Linked DNA regions of Xenopus tropicalis: region 1 is linked to region 2. The links are chromatin contacts, called in public Hi-C maps. All regions are on one chromosome and are shown on one strand. Each heading gives the region's core, a stretch centred on a gene start, on an enhancer-like site or on the middle of the called end of the contact. The rest is flanking DNA. Distances are from core to core; before and after follow the strand shown.

What was found. A called contact is a pair of places that touch in the nucleus more often than the background predicts.
Region 1: a contact with region 2 is called in a Hi-C map of neurula embryo, with 1.8 times the contacts expected there. The contact joins the enhancer-like site here to the promoter of acbd5 in region 2. A contact is called at or near these places in 3 of 5 Hi-C or Micro-C datasets (brain, neurula embryo and tailbud embryo).

The regions. Positions count from the first base shown.
Region 1 is chr6:24,998,161-25,002,617 of UCB_Xtro_10.0, forward strand. abi1 (abl interactor 1) reads left to right here. Exons shown (of 10, transcript NM_001007487.1): 8 at 2,022-2,108. Among named protein-coding and RNA genes, the nearest start is that of pdss1, 24 kb to the right of the region's middle. Within about 2 kb of position 2,056, at least 3 of the 11 cell types and tissues checked have an H3K27ac peak or open chromatin away from gene starts, as enhancers often do. A contact at or near this core is called in neurula embryo, where this site is marked.
Region 2 is chr6:24,946,813-24,950,963 of UCB_Xtro_10.0, forward strand. It overlaps acbd5 (acyl-CoA binding domain containing 5), which reads right to left and starts at 2,599. Exons shown (of 13, transcript NM_001008179.1): 1 at 2,460-2,599; 2 at 75-201. The coding sequence starts at 150.

The DNA.
Region 1 (4,457 bases), core at 806-3,305, 51 kb after region 2:
TTAATGAAAAGTATAGCCAGAATGCATTGTCAGCACAAGTCCTGTTTATTGTGGCCATGCTGAGTAAAGTTGTGTATAGGTATATACAGTCCCTTAACCCTTAACTGCTAAAGCCTTAATAACCCGGAACAACTGCAGTTCTCACTCACCATCAGCAGTCATGACATTATTTAAAGATCTAATTAAGCATAGTTTCATGAAGTTTTTTTTTCTCACATTACTTTTAGTATATAGAAGATGTAGGTAATCTAAGCAACTTTGCAGTTGACTTTTTTTTTTCTCAAAGATATATAAATGTGTGTAAAATGTATGTTTTCCCCCCTTCAGTCAGTGACACAAGTAATTGCATAGTGTTCACTGGAGAACTGTAAAACAAACTTATTGTATTCACATTAAAAAGACCAACTGCAAATTGTATTACAGTACACTGGCTGCATTATACTACTTACAGTAGCCTTGGCCTTCAATAAAGTAGTTATTTTGCACTGTTATGAAATGCTCACACAATTGTCTGTTTAAATGGGTGTGTAAATCACTGCATCTAAGTCTGTTGGTACTACACGTTGCATGTTATAAATAAAAGTTTACCCTTAAAGGTCCATTAATACAAATAAAATGGCTCCATATACATAAAATGGTTGTTGTGGGTCTGACAGACCATCAAGGGGTGTATATATAATTATCTTCTGGTGTTTGATTATTTTATATGGCGGCAACAAGTTCCACCCTGCTTACAGCCCCAAAGCCTAAATCTCCAGGCATTTGTATAAAGTAAATGGAACCATTTTTTTTGTTGGTCGCCCTTTAAAGGGATGGTCACAGCAGTTTCTGGCCTTACGCACCACAAGACCTGTCTGCCTCCTTTGTTTTTTGAATGCAGATTTTATGATGAAATGACAATATGGCTTGAATGGACATTTGCAGATCTACTGAGATAACTAGAATTGCCATGCATTAAAGGAGAACTAGAAGTTCTGAACCATATTAGATCATTTATATGCTATTAAGTGTCCAGCCATACAAATTTATTCAGCTGCTTTATAATTAGAAGTTGATATTACCCAGTTGCATCTTTTACTTTGAGCCACCTTGTGTGATCAGCTGACAGGAAATAACGCAGCTTCTAGATGTTACAGGAAGATGTGTGGGATTAAAAAAATAAAATACAACTCCAAACAATGTCCATACACTGGCTGCTGTACTAGCATGAATGTGTGCCCTTGGTTTGTGTGTAAGCAGTGCCTCACAAGAGCCAGAGGGATGGACTTTAGAACAGGTATGGGACCTGTTATCCAGAATGCTCAGGACCTGAGGTTTTCCGGATAAGAGATCTTTCCGTAATTTGGATCTCCATAACTTAAGTCTGAAAAAAATCAGTCAAATATTGAATAAACCCAATAAGAGTGTTCTTGGGATCAAGTACAAGGTACTGTTTTATTACAGAGAAAAGGAAATCATTTTTAAAAATTAGAATTATTTGCTTATAAAGGTGTCTATGGGAGATGACCCTTCTGTAATTTGGAACTTTCTGGATAACGGTTTTCCGGATAAGGGATCCCATACCTGTACTTCAAATGGCAGTTTTTCAAAGTAAAGCTTACCAATAATTATATTGAAATGATCCAAAATGGAGGCAGTCTGGTCCCAACCGGTTAAGTCTCGTACTGGTGTTTTGATTTTTTTTTTTTTTTTTCTTTTATTGACACACGTTAAAATAATAAATAGAAAAAAAAACAAATACAGAAGTATTGTAGAAATGACACCTATATTGGCTAACAATAAAGATACATTGCAAGCTTTCAGAGCTCCGAGGCCCCTTCGTCAGGCAAAATACAAATGAATTACTTTTGTATTTGTGTTTTTTATTGATTATTTTTGCTACTGGCTAACACGGTACTACAGTTTTTGTTTTGCGATTGACACACATGTTGTAACTGTTCTGCTTTTGGTCCCTGTAACTGACTGCCGCTTGTTGTCTTTCTTTTCCTGTTACCTCTGCAATGTGGTGTTGCTGCTTCCAGTTTCTATCGCTTCTCCCCCTCCCCCCATGCCTCAATTGACTCCACAGATCCCTCTCACAGGCTTCGTGGCCAGGGTGCAGGAAAACAGTAAGTCCTTTCACACTGCTGAGGATCACCAAGCCTCACTCTGTCTGCATGGCTAGCAAGATGGCTGCCAAGGGGCGCTTAGCCAGTGGGTTTGGGGGGGTGGTGGTGATTGGCGCTAGATCGTTCTCCTAAACAAAAGGTGGTACATTTACAGTACTCAGTGCATGTTCTATGTGTGTATGCCAGCTATTATAAAAAGCAGGGTACTCATAGCCGCAAGAAATACTATGCAACTGCATGTTCCTTGTGAGTTTTAGGGCATATCTCAGTTACTGGTCAGGTAAGTGCAAATGCTTCTTATATAGAGGACGACATTTTGGGATGCTCAGTATAGATTAGGATTTCTCGAAATCCCTTTTTTTTCCCTTTTCTGCACCCTGCAGTATTTTGACTTATGACTTTCCCCCCCCCCCTCAGGTTTTTGTGGTTTATTAACAACAAAACCTGAGGATAAATTTTTCGCCTCTCCTGCTAATATTCAGTAGGAAGCAATACAAATGTGGAGCCCTCTTTTTGCAGGAAATAGTGAGATATACTTCCTTTCTCTCCCCCATAGCTGACACTCCACAGGAAGCAGTAAGTGGGAATCCCTTACCCAGCAGCCTATCCCCAGTATATCTGTAGTGGCAATAATCTCTAAGTAATATGTTTCGAGCCGTACTGGGTGTTAAGTGATAGGTCAGTTACCCAATATGGAACATGTTCTTGGGCCTAATTATATTAAAACAGTCATGTCTTACAGATAAACGTGTAAAGCACTTTGGTACAATAGCAAAGCCTTTAAATGGGCATATCCAGAGGTTAGGAGTAAAAACTCTGGCATAGAGGCCTCACTTTTTGGCCCCTGTGCTCGTCAGGAAGGGAGAGACATGGAACTGTGTGTCTGTGTGTGTCCCACTGTATATTTAGTCCTGTACCTCTGTTTCTGGTTATCTGTCTGCTAATATTTGTCTGCCTTTTGAATGAGCAACAGTTCTCAAATTCTTTGTGGTGCCTCAGACCTAGGATATGCACAGCTTCCAGCGCTGGAGAAATCTGTTGAGTGTATCTACACCGTGCTACAGTATTCCCATGATTTACACCAGGGGTGGCCAAAAGGTCGATCGTTGTCCACCTGTCGATCCCCCATGGATTTCTGGTGGACCGCGTCGAAACCGGGAAATGTGGTAGCGCGGCGCATTTATTGGGAATGCGTGCGTGCGTACGTACATGGGGATGACTCAAAAGTCGATCGTCGGGGGGAAAAAGTCTGGGCACCCCTGATTTACACTTTTGCTGTATAATAGAGCCATAATGTAGAGCTATTACAATGCCATCTGCTGGACATACACTACAGTGACAGTACAGCTCCCTATCTTCTTTTCTGCCCTGTGCTACTGTCACTTACCTAAGCTTAGGGACTGACTCACAATATACAGCATATATTCAATATATAATTAACAGAAGGTTTAAAAAAAAAAAGAAAAAAAAAAAAAAAGGCTTCATTTACAACAATTCCTAAGTTTAGCTTCTTAAGAGCAGTCCAAAAGCACACTGAGCATGGGCAGTGTCACTGACATTCAAAAGTTGGCTAACCAGATCAATGATATGCAACTTCTGTGAAGGGCTGGATCATTACTGTTATAGGACTGCCAAACCTCTGGGCTGGTACAGTAAGTTCTGGGAATAAAGTACAGCATTGCTAGCCATATCATTTTTATAATTTAACCTTATTTGACCTTGTATCTAACAAAAAGTAAAATCATTTAAAAAAAAAACAAAAAAAAAACTACTAATTCAAAATGAAGACCAATGCAAATTGTCTCAGAACAGCACTCTGTACATTATACTAAAAGTTAACTCAAAGGTGAAGAACCCCTTTAACATAAATAGGGTATAGAAGAATGTACACTACTTCTTGTGTATGTAGTTGCCGGGGAGCTGTCAAATGGTTTAGCCGTAGGAGTGGGGCTTTGGCATTACCAAGATGCTGGCATTGCTGCAGGGTATATAGTGTGTATATATGTATATATGCCCAATGGATAACATTAAAATGCGTGCTAAAGCTTTGAGGCATGAGAAGATGCTTGTGTACTGTGGCTGATGCATGAATCCTCTAATGCATGTGTCTGTACCCTCTTTTTGTGGATGGGAATAGTTTTAACCCCTTCATCTTGAAGTCTGTATTACCCTAGGACAGTGCTGTCCAACTGGCGGCCCGCGACCCCCATCTGTGTGGCCCCCTACCTGTCTGAATGCTTTGATAGATTACCTTTGTGTAAAATTTAAATGGTATCAGTACTGTGATTACTTGGCCCCCTGCATTGTTCACACCTCAGATTCAGGCTGTAATCCCTCTGCATTGTTTAA
Region 2 (4,151 bases), core at 1,349-3,848:
AGCCTTTAATTACAGATACCAACTGAGTTGGGGTTTTAAACATCACAATTACAAGAAAACAATATGGCACTTACCATTTTTGGGCAAACTCTGTATCACGCTGACTGCTGCTTCAAATCGTGTCTGGTGAAGAGGTTTGGTGTCCGCCATGTTGTCGTTTTTGAAAGGGTCAAAACAATGCTTCTACCAACAAAGCTTAAACTAAAGAGAACCAACTGTTAGGACAGAGATCCATACATGGCTACATTTCTGATGTGTATCTTGGTAAATGGTATGGATGTGTGGAATCCTTATTTTTGATATTGGGCCAAATCTTACATTTTTAACAGAGGATTCAGCTGAATCCTGAACCAAAGCCGGGCCCTAATTTGCATATGCAAATTAGCATCTGGTACAGAGGAAAAAACCTGTGCAATAGTTAGCAACTTTTTTAAAATGTGCGACTGCAATTCCCCTAATATTTAAGTTTTGGGTTTGGTTCAGCCAGGCTCTTGGGTTCAGCTGAATCCTGGTGAAAAAAGACTTGGATATGACCGAGCCCAGAATTGAATCCTGGATTTGGTGCATCACTAATAACTGGGTCACCTAGAAATACAGTAGAATATAATGTGGCAGTAAAGCAGCACAAGTTTCACGATCATGTATTTAAAAGATTCATGTATTTAAAAGATAACAGAAGCAAAATGCCAAAGGCTATCTAAATAAATGGGACATTTTTTTGATACCCTATGACAGCCACACACACAGTTATGGGATTCAATGTAAAGAGCTTAATTCAACAGTGTTGCTGGGCCCTTAAGACCAGGGTGATATGCATGATCAGTACAGTCACCCTGGTAGAACAGTAATAAAACTTACGTTTTTTATGGTTTTATGTGTAAATGTAATTGTGTTGAGACACTCACTTATGACGGGTAAGTTCTGTATAAAAGGACACATAAAATCCCCCAGTGTCCCCTATAAAGACAACCCAAAGCAGGTGAGATAGGAGATAAAGGTATATAAATATGCTATATATGTGGAGTATAAAATATAAGTCTAATATGCCATCTTATAAAATCACAAGGGCTTGACGTGATAGTGCTGACTAGCTAAGCCCCTACGTGCACTTTGCTATTTGCACAGCTATAACCACAGAGTACACAAAAAGTTGTAAAAGGGGTGTTACATACTTTTGAGATAAGGCATACTATGATTTATAAAAGGCTAAGGCTTGCAGGGTCTCACTTGAAGCTGTTTGTGACACATTTCAGTTATTGTTCAATGTTGCTGAAAGCTTCCACAAGACTCAGTTATGCTGAGAACCTTCTCAGGGTCTTGTTCTATAACAAGGTTCTGGTAAATTAAAATTATCAACAATTGGCATTGAAAAAAAGTATATCTGATTGTTTATATTCTCTGTACTCCAAGTTCTGATTCCCAAAACAACGTAGCAAAAGTCATTGTCTTCCAGACCTGGAGGAGGAGTGGATGTCTGCTTCACTGGTTAAGGGTGAAGACACTCGGAGCTACAAGTAGCAGCTACTTGTCACAGCTACATTATAATAATTGTCCCTATGTGTGTTTTAATAGAGGGAATTCTCAGTATTGTCTATGGCAGAGTATGTTCTGGTCTCAAGTGGCTGCTACTAAAGGTCCCCATACACGGGCCGACTATAGCTGCCGATATGGGTCCCTTGGACCGATTCGGCAGCTAATCGGCCCGTGTAGGGGTAGAACAGAGCGGCCTGACCGACCGATATCTGGCCTGAAATTGGCCAGATCTCGATCGGCCAGGTTAGAAAATCCAGTCGGATCGGGGACCGCATCGGCTCGTTGATGCGGTCCCCGAACCGACTGCCCCATAACCACAAACCCCAGGGCCAAACGATTGGATTATTATTTTTTTAAGTTAGTTGCTACCCGATATCGCCCACCCGTAGGTGGGGATATCGGGTGAAGATCTGCTCGCTTGGCAACATCGCCAAGCAAGCGGATCTTATAGTGTATGGGCACCTTAAGTAGCTCTGTGTGTCTTGGCCCGTAAAAGGCAGACATAAAGAACAAAAATGGATAAACAACTGATTCAGCAGGAATGATAATCCCTAAATGCACAATGAACAATGAAAGGGAAAATACATCAAGGGGTTACTTTGGTGCTCTAAGAATCAATTGGCAAAAAAAAAACCAAAACCCTAATTACAAAGGATACTACATATATGGCAATAAACACGTAGGTACCCTTCAGCCTTGGGCTGGCAATGCATGCTGGGTATTGTAGTTCAAGACTAACTACAGGTTTTCGCACATGACAGACTGCAGTAGTGGGACGCTAACTTGTTCCTGTACTATACCTCCCATTCCCCTTGATTATGCCAAAAGTTGCAGTTGATAAGGGCCGCCGCTTGCATCCCCCTACTGCCCTAGCTTAGAGCCATTGGGCGACTAATCTCTTCAGCAGCCTGACATTTGCTCTTTACCCTGCGCCGCCAGTCTGCCATGGTTAGGGGAGTCCCAGGCACTCAGAAGTCAGGGGTTATTCGTGCGGGTCACAGAGTAAGGAGTGCGGGAAGGGCTCGGTCACCTCTCATTCCACCTGCAGCAGCCCAGGAGCCATCACTCTTACATAGCCACTAATGACCAGCCTCCAAGTTCCTGTCACAACAACCTCGCCGCATCACGTGACTCCCCCACTACCAATAGCACCGCCCGCTGGGAATTGTAGCGCACAAGGTCCTGTGTTCTCACGTAAACGCGTCATGTTACGTACAGCCTCGGTTTCGCCCTCGTATCAGAAAGCGCAATCAGTGATTGGTTCTAGAATTAATCTGACTAAAACCGCCTCATTATCCGAGATTAGAGCGAGGGGTTGGCACGGAATCGTTCCTGCTTGAATTAGAATCCCAGGAATTCCGGCTGCCGCCATTATTTGGTTAATTTATGTAGCCCTGGAAAATATTTCCGTGTAAAGCCCTTGGATTTCCCCTTCCCCACAAGAAATAAAAAGATATTCCAATACTACCTTACTTCTTTTATATTTTTCACCATATCTGAAATGTTAGCTGGCAAGAGGGTGAACATAAAAACTTGGTGTAAACTTGCTTGACAGGCTGAATGTTTAAGATTAACTCAAATCCTGCAAAAGGTGGTGGGTGTCAGCAGTGCAGATGGCCACTGATGCTGTCAACCACCAGTGCTGCTGGGCAGGCCTGGCAGTCTGTGGCACAACCTGGTGATTTATGAGCCTTTGACAGACTAGATCAGTGATCCCCAACCAGTGGCTCGTGAGCAACCCCTTGGATGTTGCTCTCAGTGGCCTCAAACCAGGGAGTTATTTTTGAATTCCTGACTTTTGGGCAAGTTTTGGTTGCATAAAAAAACAGGTGTACCGCCAAACAGAGCCTCATGTAGGCTGTCAGTCCATATAGGGGCTACCAAATAGCCAATAACGGGTATTATTGGTACCCCCAGGAACATATTTTATGGTTGTGTTGCTCTCCAAATCTTTTTACATATGGATGTTGCTCACGGGTAAAAAAGGTTGGGGATCCCTGGACTAGATGGTCTAGATTAATTGGCCACAAAAGGGGCTTGGAGTAGATGGTGTCTAGGTGGATAAAAAGCATGTTTGGGCGTATGAAATAAAGGATATGGTTTATTATATGCATATTTATTTTACAATTTGGGTTTCAACAGAACTGTCAACTTCCCCCTATTATTTTGGTGCCTTCATGGGAATACTTATATCCCCCCCCCCCAGCCCCGGTCTGAAGAGAGCTGGGAATAACACTGAATTTGGGATTCTTGTGCTGTAACTAGATTGTCTCTGGTTGCAAACTTCTAAAGCACCTTCTTATGCTTAATATAAATCCCACCTTGCACACAGTGCCTAGTAAAGGATTAATGGGGGATGGGAGAATTAATCTCATGTTCTGTGATGTATGGATGGGCTAGCATGCTGCTGCAACATGGACAGAAGCATCAAATCTATGGTAATTTTAGGCTCTCTAAAGCTGGCCAAACAATTAAATTACAGTCATGAGAATAGGACCCATTAGAGAGACTACAAACCTGCCTGATCCGACAGGAAAGTCAAACCTCCCCAATCGACATCTGCCCAATTTTAGGCCAGCTATAACTTGGGTAGGCCCATCGGGGGTCCCCATACACGG